Regions from separate parts of the Nothobranchius furzeri genome. Here region 1 is linked to region 2. Evidence: chromatin contacts called from public Micro-C data. All regions are on one chromosome and are shown on one strand. Each heading gives the region's core, a stretch centred on a gene start, on an enhancer-like site or on the middle of the called end of the contact. The rest is flanking DNA. Distances are from core to core; before and after follow the strand shown.

Region 1 (4,637 bases), core at 518-3,017, 150 kb after region 2:
AGAAAGTAGGAAGTCTAGGAAACGTTTTTTTTCTGGAAGACGGAGAGAACATGCAGCATGCAGGAAGGTTAGAGAGAGAAAGGGCAAGAAATTATTCAAATAAAATCAAGAAAACAAAACAAAGTGCTTGAAAAGAAAAAATTAGGTAGATTTATCCCAAATACACATTTTTACCAGTGAAAAACAACAATATATAAGCATTCAATATTTATACATGTGATAGAATTAGATCACCCCAGAAGTCAGTCCCACATCCAGGGCCGTATCAAGGCATTTGGGGTCCAAGGCAAATATAGGCTTGGAGCCCCCACCACCTCACTTCCTGCTCAGTTAATCTAAGATGGCAGCGTGCTGAGAGTACAGATTGTTGTTGCTTTTATTTAATAAACAATCATTCTAAAGAACTGTTTTAACAGCAATCCTAGCTCAGACACCACATCACCTTCCACCGGATGTGTCATGAGTTCACCAGGCATCCGATTACCAAACTCATACTGAAGTTGTTTTGTTGAAAGTAACTTAGAGTAATGCAAAAGTAGTGTAATGCCGTACATTTTAAAATCAGTAATATTGTAATGTAATGAATTACTTTAAAATGAGGTAACAAGTAATAAATAATGCATTACAGTTTTGAAGTAACTTGCCCAACACTGATGGTAACAACTAGCACCGCTGTAAGTCACTGCTGCAAGGCACAACGACATGAAGCAGCAGCATGTCTGGCAGACATTGGCATTTCCAAGTTTACTGTATAACATTTACAACATTTCACCCGAATGACAGTAAAAGGTGAGTTCTGCGTCATGTCATTGTGCCTTGTAGCAATAGCTTACAGTTATTAGTCGTAATGTAGTCCCAAGTCAAAATCAGCTCTTGTGTTTCCTCCATGTTTATTATTTCAAATTGCATTTTGATATGAGGTCACCAAGAAAAACTAGGATCATCATCGAATACCTTACTTGACTTTCATATGAAATGGTAATTACCATTCACTTATGCTAAGATCAAGCTAACAGAATAGAGCCAGATTAGGAGAATGACTAATCTAACTGTGGAGAATGACAACAGACTAAATTAGACTTTAGGGTGGAATTTAAATATCAGAAAATAATCAGAAAATTCAGGCCAAATACGTCTAAACATGTTATTGTGAGGTCTTTATGTTCAGTCAGAATAAAGCCAATAAAAACTGCTGCCACAGTTGTGAGTTTGAAATGTATCCCCCAAAAGAAATACAGTAAATGTTTGCCAGTAAAGTCTGAAGTTGATACTTTGCTTTTATATAGTGACTCAGTCAAAAAAAAAAAAAATAATTTGTGTCAAGCGATCTACAACAGCTAAGATACTAACTGTCCACAAATGTTCAACAAATGACCATTTCAAAAGATCTCAACTGTTTATTTAAGCCTTAAAGGATCTGTTTTAGTGCTATCTTACCACTTCAAGCCTACTTTCTAAATAAACCTGTCTGGGAAAATATTCATACATGTGGCAGACAATTTGTTTTCAGTTAAACCGTTTAGGGAACAACACTGATTGGTCTATGCAGTATCCGATTTCTCCCATTTCCTGGCAGGAGGCGCTCTGCATTGTCATTAAAAGTGAGAATTTGAGAGCTGGTGGTTCCATTTAATGTCTACTTAGAGAATTCTTTTCATCTCCTGGTTACAGAAATATGCTACAGGCCAAACACAGAAGCCTCGCTGTTGGAGAACGACTACATGATGACAGACCCACCAAGAATGTTACCCTCACCGCCACATGTAATCTAGCACCAGAGTGCCCTTATTAAGGAGTGAAACAATTTCCACCAAAGTGGTTGGTGGTGCTGACAGCTCAGATTAATGCTCTCTGTAAAACAGCCAGAATAACAACTGCTTCTGCACGCATGTTGAAAACCAGTACGTTTGGCTGAGGGAAGCCTGCCAGCTCTACAAATTCATGCAGATTTGGGTCTGTGAACATCTGCCAGCACAAATAATTTATGCTGTTCTCTCAGCTAAGGGGCAATGAATCCCCTCTGAAAAGTTTTCTCCAACTTCTCCTGCATGCCCCCACCTCTTTTCCTCTCCTCTTCTCTCCCTGGTGTGAAGTGGTGCAGACACACGCTCCAACCACAGACCAGGCTGAAAGAGGAGCGTCCCGGGGCATGTGGGAAAGTCCCATGAACCACTTCAGTCGACCAGCAGCACAACTGTTTCCTGTCTCTCCTCGCTTGGGCCTTGGGGGTTAGAGCGCTCTCTGACAAAGATTCATCCACAACATCCTCCTCTGCAGCACGAACGGAGCGTTGCCTTTGGGTGGGATGTTTTCCAGCAGCAGATTTCTGCATGCACGCCTCGCTGTTGGGGGGCTTGTAGATGTATTTTTTTCCCACTGGAACCATAAATTTCTCATGTTATCATGGAGGTGGTTCAAAACATTTGAGCTCACTCCGTTCCACTGCACTTCCAACAGCTTTGTTGTTGTGTTTCAACACAATGGTATCAGGTGGTTAAGCATCCGATGGGAGTTGTTTTCATATTCAACACGCCGCCACCACCAACAGATGGCATATTAATCATTAATTGATTCTCTGCCAGTTCTGTTTGATGTACAGCACTAAAATATGGGCTAATTTTTGCTCTTCTATGTGCCGCACGCTCAGCGATGATAGACTATTTATGAGCAAGAAGGAAACCTAACATTTTCCTCTAAGATTATAATAAGACACCACTCTCTGTTCCCACAGTCAGCTCAGACATGCAGCCAGCTCACTCTCCAGTGTACCAACTTGCCAATGAGGTAACAGCCCTTCAAACACAGGTGTCATTCTGCATCTAACGACAATTCATAAAGCATAAAAAATTCCTGTGGGGGAAAAAAAAAAAAAAAACAAGCAGTAATTTGATGAATTTCCACTTTGCAACTTGGAAATTTGTGGACAATAAACCCTGTGATTAAATCTGATATTTGTGTGTGCTCCATGTGTATTTGTGTGTTAATACTCCTTGTTACTCTCCTTCTACACCACACACACACACACACACACATGCACGCACGCACGCACGCACGCACGCACGCACGCACACACACACACACACACACACACACACACACACACACAAACCTCCTTTTCAGCAGACTGGCAGGAGGTCAGCATCAGGCCAGTCCCAAGCAGCTCCTGAAGGGAGCAGCTGTCAACAAGCAACATGGATAGTTGGAGCATGGAGGGCAACGCTGTGGCACGTCGAGGTCAGAAGGAATTACTCAGCCTGGAACTGACCGACAGCTCAGTTGGAGGGGGAACAGTCATGGTTCAGGCCTCCTAATGAGATATCAGCATCCTGGAAATCTGAACTTTGACACTGCCTGTGTGTGTCTGAGAGAAGCAGCTTCTCATACATAAAGATTTAGATTCTTTAATGATGTTGTAAATGCTTGAGGTACTAGAGTTGATATAAAATGTAAAAAAAAAGAGCAATGCTAGCATTTTTATGCATGTTTCAGAAAAATCAGCAGATTTATTTTCACTTTGGAACAAACAGCCTCTGCTTTTCATGCTATTGGTTTTAAATTGTCTGATTTTGAGTTGAAGTTGGCTCAATTTGGAAGTGATTTTTCATTCAAAATCTCTGACAGGGAAATTTTAATTTTATTTTTTGCATTACACAACTGCAGACTCTAAAAGGCTTGTGTTTAAATACATTGGATCAAACCGCTAGCTAGCGTCTCATCTGGAAACCCTGAACCTGATTTTATGGATCTGAGTGTGTGAACAGTGTGGGTGTTATGATTTTGTACTTCAAAATATTGAAAAGAATTTCCAAGAGAGTGTGAAATTTTCATTAATGTTTTTTCGTAATATTAATTTCTTCTGAGGATGTGGATGTTTTGCCGATTTGACCTGCAGCAACACTGGACGTGTGATTTTTCATTAAAAAAAATGCATCATAATAATATCAAAATGTCCATTTCAGATAAATTATGAGAAGCAGAAACATGTTTATTTCCAAAAATTAAACATCAAAAACAAGAAAACATTGTATAAATATTACAACTGAAGGACAAAGGGAAAAACTTTACCAAAAGAAAAATACTTTGTGGGTCAGACTTGAGAACCTTCCCCCAGCTTTTTCTTTTTCTGGTGACTTATTTCTCAGCCAAGTCTGCCCTCTGCAGGATAAATATGGAACAGTTTATTTTATTTTGCACCTAAATGCAAATAAAACTGAAGCTACAGCTCACATTTTCAGATAGTTGGTTTTAAAAAATCAACCCTGAGACTTTCCAAACACCTACTCTGTTCCTGCTCCAGCACTTTACTGCATAAAGATATTTGTGTCCAAATGAAATTCTCTCTGTGGAAATATTGGCATTATCTAATTTTATGTAGACGAGACTATTATTAAATAATAATAATAATAATAATAATAATAATAATAATAATAATAATAATAATAATAATAATAAGTCTGCAAATAAATTTGTCAAAAAAATAACAAAGCACCTTTTTGGTCTTTAGAGATCTCAGACTTCACCAGAATTCTCAACCTTGTGTTTATGAAGTGAGTGGATGTTTTTAGAACTATTTTATCAGAAAAAAATAATTAATCTAGAAGCAAATCTGCATTGAAGAGGTGAGATCACACCCGGGC
Region 2 (4,850 bases), core at 2,218-4,717:
TCACCTTTGTTACAGCCTCCACCCATTGACCCCCTTTCCATTTACAAATGCGTTATTCTCTATAACAGAACGCCAGCTAATCGCTTCACCTGCTGTAAAAGTTCATCCAAACTGACAGCTGAAGAGAGTTTGTAGGTCAAGAAAAATGAATGACTTACCTGTTACCTGTAAACACGGACATGGTGTAAAGATAGACCAAATACTTCCTCCTGCTTTTGTTCATGAAAAGTGATGTCTTCATACCCCATTTACAGGTGCTGCCATGTTGTATTTTTGGATCCAGAAACACATCTCTGTTCCCTCCTTCACACAATCATGGTGTGAATCACTGCAAAATAGATGTCCATAAAAGTTTAAAAAATCCTTTTTAGACATTTAATCTTGTTTTTAGTCTGGAAAGAAAATAAATTATCCATCCATTCATTGTCTTCCGCTTATCCAGAGTCGGGTCGCGGAGGCAGCAGACTAAGTCGAGAGGCCCACTTCCCTCTCCCCAGCCACTTGGGCCAGCTCTTCTGGGGGAATCCCAAGGCATTCCCTGGCCAGGTGAGACATAGTCCGTCCAATGTGTCCTGGGTCTACCTTTAGGCCTCTTCCCGGTGGGACGTGCCTGGAAAACCTCACCAGCGAGGCGTCCAGGAGGCATCCTTATCAGATGCCCGAGCCACCTCAACTGGCTCCTCTCGATTTTGGATAAAAATTATTTCCTAGAAAAATTGACTTACTTAAAATAAGGTAGATATCCTTAAATATGATTCAGATTTTCTTGTTTTTGAGAGAAAAAAATCACCAATGGGTAAGCAAACGTTGCTGGTTCAAATTGTTTACATGGAAGAGGCGGGACTTAAAACTTGTACTGGAAGTGGCCACTAGGGGGATGGTCGTTCATCTTCTCAGCTGTGAAATGTCCTGATGTTTAGCTCTGTGAATGACTTCAGACCAGTTCTGGCCAAACCAGATCAGGCAGACAGTGGATTACTGCTCTTACAAAACCACTTGAATCTCAACGAATGCCACAGTGATTCATACAGACACTAATCCTAACCGACATGCATGGTGTTCTATCGTATTGATATTTGCAGCAAGAATTAACCGTGGAGCTAGCTAGCTGTGGTACTCCAAACTGCTTCAATAACATTTGCAGCACTTTCATAAAGTCTCTCCTGCAATGATTCATCATCGTTATCGTCATCAGTTTTATTTATAATTCTTTTAACAATCCAAAGGAAACCCAAAGTGCTGTACATTATACACATATATAGCAGGTAAGTTTACCCAACCTTGATGAATCACTACTAAAGCAATAAAACACCAATGGAAACATTGTTGTGTGTTTTGCATAAAAGATGCTAATTTTCACTCATGATATCACTTTTAGATATAACCTATTAATACAGTTTCACATAGAGCAAATATAAATATTTTTTTTTTTTACTGGGGCTGCACAGTGGTGCAGTGATTGTCACTGTTGCCTTGCAGCATGCAGGTCCCAGGTTCAAATCCTGACCTGAAGTCTTTGTGCATGGAGTTTGCATGTTCTCCTTTTGCACGCCTGTGTTCTCTCCCGGTACCTCGACTTTTTACCACAGTCCAAAAACATGACTGTCAGGTTCATTGGTCTGTCAAATCTTGCACTTAGGTGTGTGTGTGTGTGTGTGTGTGTGTGTGTGTGTGTGTGTGTGCGCGCGCGTGTGCATGGCTACTTGTCCTGTGTGTATCTGTGTTGTCCCGTGAAGGACTGGCATCCTGTCCAGGGTGTACCCTGTTTGCCCAGAGACTGCTGGAGATAGCCACCAACCCCCCACAACCCTGCATTCAATCAATCAATCAAAGCTTTATTTATAAGGCGCCTTCCGCAACCCTGTCAGGAATCCCAAGGCGCTGAACATGGTACAGTACAAAGTTAAAGAAAGTGAATAAATCAGAAAATAAAAGCAATTCAAATTACAGATTACAAATGACAAAAAAGGTGAAACATTCTAAGTAGAAGACAAATGTGTAAAACAAGGGAAAAAGTGAACCAATGAAAACTGTGAGATAAAATCAACATAAAAGAGGGCCAAATTCAAACATGTCTTGAGCATTTATGACAAAAAAATTTGACAAAACAAGCATTGATGAGCAGGTACAGATAAAGGATGGATTTATTTAGCTAAGGTATTTGTTAGTTGTCGTCCTCCACTCTTCCCCCGTTTCTCTTCCCCTGCCCTGGTCTCCCACTCCATTTTTCATCTTTTGTTTGTCTTTCTACCTGTCCTCTCTGTTTCCTGTTGGATTCAGTCTACTTTGTCACAAAATCAATAAAGTCAACTATGGAATTGGGGAAGTTTGGCCCTTTTTGAGATGAATAGATCACCTTGTAAGGCTTTGAGTTATTTTATTTATTTTGGCAAATCCACTGGATGATCAGACTGCCAGTGAAGGATAAATTCAGTCACAGTTTTATTAGTTTAATTTTTTTAATCAGTTCAGAGCTGTGCAAACATGTGGGTGTATAAAACCATTTATTTTACTTTATCTATATAAAAAGGTTACAGTAAAAGTGCTGATAAAAAGACACGATTAGTAGTAAGCACTGAGCTAAGTAGGAGCTCAAAGACTCGATGTGAAAAACAAAGAGGATAGTTTAGAAAGAGATTGAAATGCAGACGTGAGAAAAAAGCTACCAAGCAGGTCAGAAGCCTGCATGTGGTGAATAGTCAAGTATGTTTTGTCATCTGTGTGTGTGTGTTTTGTAGCTGGATGGAGCTATAAACTTTATGACTGTGGTGTGTAACCAGCGATAAGAATGACCTACAACCAGAAAATTAAAAAGCATCTTTTGCAATATAAACAAAGTTTTAATTCCTCCCTGCCAAGACGTTTGACATCATCCCAGCAACACATACAACACGGTGGCCTCAGTGACTCAGTGTCAAATTGTGAAAACATTTATCCACCAGGCTGGTTGTGAAGTCCACCTCTGTACCTTCTCTGATCATTGGTGGTTCTTCTGCTTTACTTTAACACCAAAGCTCCAGCCTGGACAGGCCGCGGCTGTTATCTCAATGATGTTCTAATTCTAGTCAAACAGTTCTGTGTTTGACTCAGTAGAGGCAGTGTTAGTCAGGAGAGTCAATATTAGCAGAGCACACAGAGCAGGGCTGGTGTTAGGACAGGCAGGAGATGTGTGTGTGTGTGTGTGTGTGTGGGTTGTGTATGTTACAGCATACACGGTTAAGTGTGCTCTGTTAGTGAACCTTGACTGCCCGCTCTGGTAATAATAATAAAGATAATAAGAAAGCGGAAGAAGACAAACTTCTGCTTACTTTCCCCCCCTCAGTGGCTTCCATGTTTGACAGGAATGACATTTCTTTTATCACCTGTCTCTAACGTGGATGTTATTGTTGGATGTCAAGAGTCCCGGCACTCATTCCTCAGCGCCGTGGCCGTAAGCACTTTGCAGACAAGCCAGGACCTGTTGACAGTTCTGTGAACATTTCAGCTTCTTCAAAGACGCTTTGTTTTTTGTTTATTCACTGTCAAACAACTGCCAGAATGAATGACCTGATTATTTTAATTTGGCAGCCGTGTGCCATTGCACAGCTACTAGATTAATTATTCAATTTAAAAAATGTGGTGTGGAAGGGTAAACTGTGTGTGAAGTCATTGCTAGAGGCCGTTTACAATCACTTCACCACATAAAGCATGCAGTGGCATGAATGATACTTGTGTCTGAGTGATATTTTAATCATCCTGTGCCATTTAATAATTTTTTTTCACATTTGCCTCAGTTTAATTTATAAAAAAGCATAAAAGCACAAAAAACTGTTTATTATTCACTGTTTTCTGACTATTGCTCATGACCACAGACTGTACATACGCTCATGACTCATATTTTGCTTTTGCAAGAAAAAAAGTTTTTCCAACCAACAAATAATTTAGGATCGACATAAAAATATGCAATTTAATTTTCTTGAATAAAAATGTGACGTATCATGGTGAATAGCTTGTTTTCTTGGATTTTCACCAAATTCAGTCCAGCTGATGAGATGTTTTGTTCTCAGACACAGAGGGTTGACTGGTTCAGGTTCAGAGGACTTGGACTCGAGGATTTATTTGACTGGATGTGAACAGGAACAGGCTGCATCTGGTCTCTAGATGATCTGGTATCAGAGCTGTGGCTGCAGGGAGCTTACATCACGGGGAACTCAGGTGGAAACAAATAAGTCCCAGGTGAACATGCATTGGGTGATCAGAGGCAACACAATCTGGCATGGTTGCCATAGGTAGGGAGTCCTTTCACTCATATCACACAGGTAAAAGTCCTGTATTTATACAGCCCCTTCCAGAGTCCTAAGAAGAAGAAGTAGAAAATCTCATTTCTATAGCGCCTCTCAAGATAAAAATCACGAGGCGCTTCACAAAAACAAAAAAATGTAAAAATATAAAAAAGCATTTAGAAAATGTTTAAAAATATATTTAAAATGAGCAAAAAGAGACAATTGTGATAAAAAATGTTAAGAAAGAGAGAGAGAATAGGAAAGAGGGAAATCAGTGGATCCTGAGGAAGGTGGAATAGGTGGGGGGAGTAGAATAAAGAGAGAGTTGTGAAGAAGGTCATACAAAAGCCAGCTTGAACAAGTGAGTCTTCAGCTGCTTTTTAAAGGAGACCACTGAGTCCACTGACCTCAGGCTCAGGGGGAGAGAGTTCCAGAGTCTGGGGACCACAGCAGCAAATGATCTGTCACCTTTGGTCTTTAGCCTGGTGCTGCACAACCAGTAGGCTTTGCTCACTGGACCTCAGGGACCTGCTGGGGGTTAGGGACTGAGAAGATCACCAAAGTAAGATGGTGCTTGTCAATGTAAGG

Evidence for each region. A called contact is a pair of places that touch in the nucleus more often than the background predicts.
Region 1: a contact with region 2 is called in a Micro-C map of tail fin, with 6 times the contacts expected there. The contact joins two enhancer-like sites. A contact is called at or near these places in 2 of 2 Hi-C or Micro-C datasets (skeletal muscle and tail fin).

The regions. Positions count from the first base shown.
Region 1 is chr4:65,709,899-65,714,535 of NfurGRZ-RIMD1, forward strand. No RefSeq gene overlaps it. Among protein-coding and RNA genes, the nearest start is that of morf4l1, 24 kb to the right of the region's middle. Within about 2 kb of position 1,768, at least 1 of the 3 cell types and tissues checked has an H3K27ac peak or open chromatin away from gene starts, as enhancers often do. A contact at or near this core is called in tail fin, where this site is marked.
Region 2 is chr4:65,554,429-65,559,278 of NfurGRZ-RIMD1, forward strand. No RefSeq gene overlaps it. Among protein-coding and RNA genes, the nearest start is that of LOC129153703, 16 kb to the left of the region's middle. Within about 2 kb of position 3,468, at least 1 of the 3 cell types and tissues checked has an H3K27ac peak or open chromatin away from gene starts, as enhancers often do. A contact at or near this core is called in tail fin, where this site is marked.